Regions from separate parts of the Macaca mulatta genome. Here region 2 is linked to region 1. A link is a contact called in public Hi-C data. All regions are on one chromosome and are shown on one strand. The core of a region is the stretch at or near the end of the contact, and the rest is flanking DNA. Distances in the headings are between cores, read along the strand shown.

Evidence for each region. Hi-C and Micro-C count contacts between places; a contact is called where the count stands out from the background.
Region 2: a contact with region 1 is called in a Hi-C map of liver, with 5 times the contacts expected there. The contact joins the promoter of GSTT2B here to the promoter of SLC2A11 in region 1. A contact is called at or near these places in 2 of 14 Hi-C or Micro-C datasets (fetal cortex germinal zone and liver).

Annotation. Positions count from the first base shown.
Region 1 is chr10:28,028,125-28,032,676 of T2T-MMU8v2.0, reverse strand. It overlaps SLC2A11 (solute carrier family 2 member 11), which reads right to left and starts at 1,982. Exons shown (of 12, transcript XR_013399453.1): 1 at 1,394-1,982. It overlaps LOC144331878 (a long non-coding RNA gene), which reads left to right. Exons shown (of 4, transcript XR_013399458.1): 4 at 1-2,534.
Region 2 is chr10:28,154,734-28,159,285 of T2T-MMU8v2.0, reverse strand. GSTT2B (glutathione S-transferase theta 2B) reads right to left here and starts at 2,499. Exons shown (of 5, transcript NM_001257634.1): 1 at 2,310-2,499; 2 at 1,591-1,678; 3 at 491-641; 4 at 225-398. The coding sequence starts at 2,421. It also overlaps the pseudogene LOC107000604.

The sequences.
Region 1 (4,552 bases), core at 733-3,232:
AATAATCCTACTGTTCTGGGTGTTGGGATACAGCAGTGAACGACAGACAAAATCAATGAGCTATCAGAGCAGGGAAAGACAAGCAATCGCAAAATGAATGAGCAAAATATATAGTACATCAGCTGGTGCTACAGAGACTTAAAGCAGGGAAGGGGCGTAGGAAGTGTTAGGCCCAGGTGGTGCTATTTTATTTTTATTTCTTACAGACAAGGTCTCCCTAGGTCGCCCACGCTGGAGTGCAGTGGTGAGATCCTATTAGATCTCTGCAGCTTCAAACTCCTGGGCTCCAGCGATCCTCCCACCTCAGCTGGTGCTATTTTAAATAGGGCTGTCAAGGAATACAAGTGCAAATGAAGACAAAGGAGGTGAGGAAATGTGCCATGCAAATACATAAAGAAATCAGTCCAGATTGGGGAGGAACCCATAGAAGCGGTGGGCAGTGCAGGCGCTCTCCTCTGGCTGCGCCCTTTCCCTCTGTGAGGCAGGACGCCAGGTCAGAGCTGAGGGCATCATGAGGAGGAAAGAGGCCAGGGTGGGAAACAGTCACGGGAAGGAGTGAGCGGTCAGGACTGCCGTGCTCGGAGGGCTCACTGCCTCTGAGGTCAGGGCTGATCGGCAGAGGATTTAGCATCTCTGGGGGCTGGGATGCCAGGGTCCAGCAACCTTGCTCTGGCCCACAGGCCGACCCTGGACGTAAACACCTGCCTATGGACATCTGAGCCTAGCACCTAACGCCACTGTACATACAAGCACGATGTTTTTTTAACATTTGACGACTTAGTTAAGCCTCCAAGGTGGCTACACATGCGCAGTTCACTTAGGTCCTCAATCCCTCATCTGAAATGCCTGGTCTGGGCAGGTATGAGAATTCAGACCATTCCAGATCGCAGGAGGGCATGGAGCATTCGGAAGAGGGGCCTGAGCGGAGGTCTTGCTGTCCCAGGGAGACCCCAGCTGCCATTACCAAGCGGTTAACCGAGCGCATGCGCGCGGAGTGAAGGTCAGCGCGCGGTACCCAGCTGTGAAAAAGGGGCTAGCGCACGCGCAGTAAGCGTTTGAGAGGCGCCAACCAGTCGAGACGAAGCGGTGGCGCAAGCGCAGTGGGTATTCAGAGCGGCCGCACAAGCAGAAGGTTCGCACAACGCTAACCAGTGGCCGGGAATGGGGCCTGAGACTCAAGCGCAGGCGCAGTGGAGGGCAGAGCCGTTAGACTGTCGCGGAGGGCGCCTGAGGCGCAAGCGCGGACCCGCAGCGTGTTAGAGTTGCTGCCGGTGCTGGGGAGCTCGCCGCCGCGTGGGGGGAAAGGCGTCGCCGCCGCGGTGGGGGGAGGGGGTTGCCGCCGCGGGGTTTGTCGCCACCGTGCGGTGGGGGGTCGCCACCGCTGGGGGCTTACCTGCGTCCGAGGTCGTAAGGACGGCTCCAGTTCATCCTCCATCCTCCATCCGCCTCTGCCGCAGCACTGCGGCTGAAAAGCTGCTCACTCCTCACTAAGCTAAACCCCAAGCTCATCTCTGCAGGCCGGAAGGGAGCTCTGGTCCAAGGTCATCTCGGCCCAGCCCCTGCATTCGCCCCTACAGGTGCCAGCAAACGACTCTGGTCACTGCGCTCCCTCCCCCGAAATTCCGGCCCTGGCCCCTCGTCCCCCTTCCTTGCTGCAGTCTCTGGACTAAATGTCTGAGGGTCTCTGTCTCTCGCTGGTGGGACCTCAGCCGCAATCCTGCGCGACCCCCTGCGCCGGTCGCCCCTGTCGGCCGCCAGAACCTAGGAGGCCCCTGCCCCTGGGCGCTCTCGGGAGGGCCAAGCCCTTGATTGTGCACAGATGCACCCCCCCGCCACCTACACCCCGCCAGACACTTTGGTTCAGGTATCCTTGACCTTTCCCCAGAGGAGGGGGAAATTAGGAAGGACCGAAAGACAGACCCACCAGTCTGCTGAGCGCTCTCATCTGTGCGTCCTGGGCAGAGCGAGAGACTCGGCGGAATGCGGGTAGGAGAACCGGTCTGAACCGGTCTCGGGTTGCCGCCAGGGATCCTTTGCGAGAGAGGCAGGTCCCACCTATGGTGGGGGCACTTGGAGTTGAGGAACCACGGAGTCCACTGGACCGGATTAATCTCTTATCCTTGAGGGCTTCTCAGGCCCTGCATGGAATCCAGGAGCTGGACAAAGACCAACTGAAACCAGATTTGCCAAAGATGCTATTTGTGGTCACAGAAACATAGAGCTGAACATGACCTTAGGTAGTCATCTGAGCAAAGACTGTGATGGGCATTGTAGTAGCTCTATTGCTCAGACTTGGTTTTTGTTTGACTTTTGCTGCTCTGAACTTTAATTCCTAAAAACACTGCATTTTTAAGGAAAAGCACAAATAACATATCAGCAGTTATCATAAATAGGTATTTTATTGCATGATTTTCCTGCATCTATTAAGATGATCATATGGGTATTCTTTAAATCTGTTAATGAGATCAGTTACATCAATAAACTTTCTAATGGTAAACCATTCTTGAATTCTTGGGGTAGAGGCAACTTGGTCATAATACTGTTGTAATATACATCGTTAGTTTCAACTGCTGATACTTTATTTAGATAGGTTAATTTTTTTCAAAACAACCATTGCCTTTTCCCCCTTAAAAAATAAGTGGGAAGTGGCCGGGTGCGGTGGCTCACGCCTGTAATCCCAGCACTTTGGGAGGCTAAGGCGGGCGGATCACGAGGTCAGGAGATCGAGACCATCCTGGCTAATATGGTGAAACCCCATCTCTATTAAAAATACAAAAAATTAGCCAGGCGTGGCGGCAAGCGCCTGTAGTCCCAGCTACGAGGCGGAGGCAGCAGAATGGCGTGAACCCAGAAGGCGGAGCTTGCAGTGAGCCGAGATGGCGCCACTGCACTCCAGCCTGGGCGATAGAGCAAGACCCCATCTCAAAAAAAAAAAAAAAAAAAGCGGAAAGTGACGGGCTAATAAATGGCTCTAGGACAATTGATTATATGGGGAAAAATGAAAACTGGACCTCTGTCTCACTTCATATACAAAAGTCATTCCAGGTGCACACAAACCTAATGCAAAAACCTAACTTTAAACATTTTAGGCTGGATGCAGTAGCTCCCACCCGTAATCCCAGCACTTTGGGAGGCTGAGGTAGGTGGATCACTTTGAGCCCCTGAGTTCAAGATGAGCCTGGGCAACACGGGCAGACCCTCATCTCTATTAAAAAAAAAAAAAAAAGTAAAGGCCTGGCGAGGCGGCTCACGCCTGTAATCCCAACACTTTGGGAGGCTGAGGCGGGCGGATCACGAGGTCAGGAGTTGGAGACCAGCCTGGCCAACACAGTAAAACCCCATCTCTACTAAAAATACAAAAAATTAGGTGGGCATGGTGGTGGGCGCCTGTAATCCTAGCTACTTGGGAGACTGAGGCAGGAGAACCATTTGAACCCCAGAGGCGGAGGTTGCAGTGAGCCAAGATCGCACCACTGCACTGCAGCTCAGCCACAGTGCGAGATTCCATCTCAAAAAAAAAAAAAATAATAATAGCTGGGTGTGATAGCGCACACCTGTGGTCACAGCTACTTCAGAGGCTGAGGTAGTAGGATTGCAGTGAGGGAGGTTGAGGTTGCAGTGACCCATTATTGTGCCACTGCCCTCAAGTCTGAGTGATAGAGCAAGATTCTATTAAAAAAAAAAAAAAATTAGGAGGCTGGGCCTGGTGGCTCATACCTGTAATCCCAGCACTTTGGGAGGCCAAGGTGGGTGGATCATCTGAGGTCAGGAGTTCCAGACCAGCCTGGTCAACATGACGAAACCCCATCTCTACTAAAAATACAAAAATTAGCTGGGTGTGGTGGCACACGCCTGTAGTCCCAGCTACTCAGGAGGCTGAGGCAGGAGAGTCACTTGAACCCAGGAGACAGAGGTTGCAGTGAGCCAAGATCATGGCACTGCACTCCAGCCTGGACGACAGAGTGAAACTCCATCTCAAAAAAAAAAAAAAAAAAGAAAATATATAATACTTTTATAACCTCAGGATAAACAAGGATAAACCATGCAGATTTCTTATGAGGATTTAACTTCATTAAAATTAAAAATCTGTGTGTCAAAAAATACCATTAATGGACCGGGCACAGTGGTTTATGCCTGTAATCCAAGTACTTTGGGAGGCTGCAGTAATTGGTGATCACACCACTGCACTCCAACCGGGGCAACAGAGCAAGACCCTGTCTCAAATGAACAAAAGACGCCATGAAAAGGTGAAACCTGGCCAGGTGCGGTGGCTCCAGCCTGTAGTCCTAGCACTTTGGGAGGCCAAAGTGGGAGGACCACTTGAGTTCAAGAGTTCAAGACCAGCCCTGGCAATGTGGTGAGACCACATCTCAATTTAAAAAATATATATATTTTAAAATATATAAATATTTTAAATTATATATATTTTAAAATATATAAATATATATTTAAAAAATATATTTTTAAAATATATATTTTTTTAAATATATATTTATATATTTATATATTTTAAAATATATATTTATATATATTTATATATTTTAAAACATAT
Region 2 (4,552 bases), core at 1,250-3,749, 130 kb before region 1:
ACCATGGAGGCCCAGGCAGTATGTTCAGCCTTAGAGGCCAAGAGCAGCCGGGGTGAGACCCACACCCAGGCAGGAGGCAGAAGCTCAAGGTTCTGGCCCCAGATCATCCAGAAACTTGCTCTATGACTCCGAGCAAAGCCCTGGCTTTCTCCAGGCCTCAGTGTTTCCGTCTGCCTCGTGGGTGTGGCACGAAGAGGGACACTGCCCACAGGCTGAGCTCACACCTGCATCAGCTCCTCCAGCGCCATGAGATCAGCCAGCGTCACCTGCTGGCCAGCAAGGAAGAGCCTGTCCCCCAGGAACTTGTTCTCCAGCCATTGCAGGGCCTGGTCTATGGCAGTCCTGTTGCGTTCCACCTTCTCTTCGGGCACCTGGACCCCAATGAGTGGCCCCAACACCTGATGGGGGCAGAGAGTGGGTCAGTGGATGGCCCCTGCCTACTCCAAACTACTCTCTGAATGCCAACCACTCTCCAGATGGCTCTCCTCACCTGGACCCACATGGGTACACCAAAGGTGCCGCGGATGCAGTCAGCATGCCAACCCAGGTACTCATGAACACGGGCACGAGCCTGCAGGTCAGATGGATACCAGTGGTCCGCCGTCTGGTACTTACAGCTCAGGTAAATCAGGATGGCTGAGCTGGGAATGAATGGGCAGTGGCTGTAAGGACACTGGCACCAGGCCTTTACCCCCAGCTGCTCCCATCCGCCAGTGGGGCCTGGGGGTTTCTCTGCATTTGAAGGACTGCCCTCCAGCCTCACCCTCCATCTCCAGCTCCCCAACACCAACCCCTCCTCCCCCGAGTCTCCTCCTGTCTTTGTTTTCTTAGGCACCGACTCTTGGCTGGACCTTCTGCTTTGCACTTTGAGAACCTCATCTCTGTGATATCCCAGCAGCTGCCCTATGAGGTAGACTCCCGTTAGCCCTTTAGCACAAGAGAAAACTCAAGGTCAGAATGGTCAAGTGACTTGTCTGAGGCAGTGCAGCTCAGAAAAGGCTCCCTGGACCACTGGAACCCAGCATGGGGCCGGCACACAGTGGATGCTCCGTGGAGTCACTTGCGTGCCCATGCGCATGGATCAGGGATCACGAGGGGAGGCAGGTCTTCGTTCGGCCCTCCTCTGACAGGTCCCACAGCCATCACTTCTGCAGCCACCTGACCTCTTGTCCTCTTCCTGCCCAGCAGCTGGACCTCACCACGAGCTGTGCCCTTGGGCCATGGCACTGGCCTCTAGGCCTGGCCTGGGCAGATTGGGGTAGTCTGCCACAAGTCACTAGAGGCTCTTTTCAGCTTGCATTTGTTGAACCCACTCTGTGCAACACTGGAAAAATGTTCCCTTGTCTTCTCTTCCAATATCCTTCAGTCTGGGAGCAGAGAGGCCCTGGGGCTCAGATGACACCAAAGATGAGAGGTGCGGGGACATGCTCTGTCAGCCCCTGCTCAACCCAGGCACACCCCAAGCTGTACCTTCTCCCCAGATCCCTCTCCTTTCCTCTTGCTGCCCCATGGGGTATGGGAGGGCCCACAGTGGGGACAGCCAGGGTCACATGTGCTCCGGATGTGGGAGGGGAGAGGGAAGGAGGGCACCTTTCGGTCAAGATGAAATCACCATCCTTGAGCACAGGCACTTTCTGCAGGCTGTTGATCTGGAAGAACTCCTTGCTTCTGTGCTGCCCTGAAGAGTCAGACAAGGTCTTCAGAGTAAAAAAGCTGCACCTCTCCACCCTCCCTCTCCCTCCCCAAGCAGAGCTCCACACCCCTGAGAAACAGCAAGGTCTGGTTCCAGAGGGCTGGATCAACCCCATTCCCTGGGTGGGCCTCCCTGCCCTGCCACATTCTGGGGCAGCTGGGGGGCTTTGGTGGGTGGGGCCAGGTGCAGCAGGTGGATGCAGAGAAGTTTTCTAGCCAGGACTCTGGTGGGCCAGGGGAAGGGAGGCAAACTGGGGTGGCTCATCTCTTCCCATCTCTTAATTCTTACAACAGCACGTCCTTCCCAACGTTTTCCGGGCTTTGTGAATTTAAATGCGTGCATTCCACGCAAGAATTCTGAAAACTCCATTAAGTATTTTCTTTCCACCCCTACAGAACAGAAGGCAACATTATCCTCCTTTTCAGAAAGCAAGCTAAGGTTCAGAGAAGGCTGTGATCCCTCCAAGGTCACTCAATCGACAGCATTCTCTGGTGGCAGACGCTGCAGGAGGAGGTGAGGGGGCTGTGCGGGCGGCGAGACGCTCAGGGCGGAACAGGGCAAGGGGCCTGGGGGTGCACTGGATTTGTGGACACGCGAGGAAACGGGTTGGGCCCACCTTTGATAATATCCACAGTGCGCAGTTCGAAGGGGATGCCATTCTTCTTGGCGAAGATGTAGACGGCGCGGCTGGGCTGGGACAGCAGGTTCAGGTACAGTTCTAGGCCCATGGCGGGGGCTGCAAGGACAGCGGGGATGGCAGTGAAGGCGCTGATGGCGGTGTGGGCAGCGGCTGTGGCAGGCTCAGGGCGGCCGCGGGAAATACGGGCTCAGGCCCCACTCCCTGGGACAGCACCCAATTGGAGCGCAGCACCCCCGGACCCGCCTCGCCCCTTCGGTTTCTGTCCAATCCTGGCCAGCCTTGTTGGAGACCAAGACTCCACCACCAGGTCCGTGTGCCGCTACAGGGAGGGCGGTCGCTACGAACGCACAGATGGGAGGGTGGAGTTGGAGCTGGGGGCCCTCGACTGGGAGGGAGGACGGCAGATGCAGGGGGCCGACTGCAAGGGAAAGAGGAACGAGCTGGACAAGGAGAAGCAAGTCTGCTTTTCGGGATCCCGGTGCTAGGGACCCCGCCTGGTTCCAGGCGTCATCCCGACCCAGAAACGACGGGGCCCCGCCATCCTGGAAAGGCCCCAGCGTACGGATATCTGATGGTTCTTTCAGAGCTTTGTTTCTCGGCGCTGCAAGGCGGCGGAAGGGAGGGAGCGAATGGGATCCTCTAAAAGGGATCTTAGAGTTTCACCCAGCGGCATGTGACACTTGCAGGTGTCCAGACTGGTGGGAACCTTGACTGGAAAGCTGGGGTTAAGGATGAACTTTCTTTCTTTTTTTTTTTTTTTTTTTTTTTTGAGACGGAGTCTGGCTCTGTCGCCCAGGCTGGAGTGCAGTGGCGCGATCTCGGCTCACTGCAAGCTCCGCCTCCCGGGTTCACGCCATTCTCCTGCCTCAGCCTCCCGAGTAGCTGGGACTACAGGCGCCCACAACCGCGCCCGGCTAATTTTTTGTATTTTTAGTAGAGACGGGGTTTCACCGTGGTCTCGATCTCCTGACCTTGTGATCCGCCCGCCTCGGCCTCCCAAAGTGCTGGGATTACAGGCGTGAGCCACCGCGCCCGGCCAAGGATGAACTTTCTACCATCCCCTGCAGAGCAGCTGCTGCCAGACAGCAGAAGCTCCCGCTTCGTGCACAGGACGGGGCTGGGAGCCCGCAGCCGCAGAAGGCAGGAATGACTGCGCAGGAACCTCCTTTCTTCTCCCTGAATCCCAGCCCTGGCATCTCACCATGGGGCACAGTGCTGGTCCAGGGCTGGGTCCGGCACTCTAGCTGAATCTTTCCGAGTATCCCATCCCTCTGGCCAGTGGCCCAAGCGAGTGAACCAGAACGCTTCCTTGGGGGTTTTGAAATTGGAGCTGGAGAGAGGAGCTCCCTATGGGGAGGTAAATGGGAGCTGGGGCCACCTGTAGTGACATTTCCTGAGTTCATGGAGTAGGCAAGTCTCAGAGAGAAAAGCTGACTCAGAGAAAGGAAGTGATAGCCGGGAGGGGTGGCCCACACATGCAATCCCAGCTACTCTCATGGGATCTGTTTGTCTGATGTCTCGGTATAAAAGGACTTTCTAAGCCTCAGAACAGTGGAATAACTGAACAAAGGAAAAAACTAATACATATACACGGAGATTTTGTGGAAGAAAAAAATGGATCAAACTTAAGCAAAAAACTGGGAAGGATCTTGGTAAAAGATATGTCAGAAGGAAGTAATATTCTTTAAGATATTCTTAGAAATTCATCGGACAGGCGGGGTGTGGTGGTTCACGCCCATAATCCCTGTACTTTGGGAGGCAGAGGTGGGTGGATCACTTGAGGTCAGGAGTTTGAGACCAGCCTGGTTAACATGGTGAAACCCCGTCTCTACTAAAAATACAAAAATTAGCCGGGTGCGGTGGCATACTCGGGAGGCTGAGGCAGGAGAATCACCTGAACCTTGGAGACATAGGTTGCAGTGAGCTGAGATCATACCGCTCCACTCCAGCCGGGCCACTGAGTGAGACTGTCTCAAAACAAACAAATGAACAAACAAAAAGAAGAGGAACTCATCAGACAAAGAGAGGAAAAAAATGAGCAAAGGAAATCAGCAGATGTTTCATTGAAGGACAGAGAGAAATGGTCAATACATGGATGAAAACATGTTTAACTTCAGTAATAATCAAGTAAGCACACATCAACACAACATGCACACTGTTTTTATCAAATGTGTACATGTTTTGGAAATGAGTACTCCCAATTAATATGTACAGAGCAC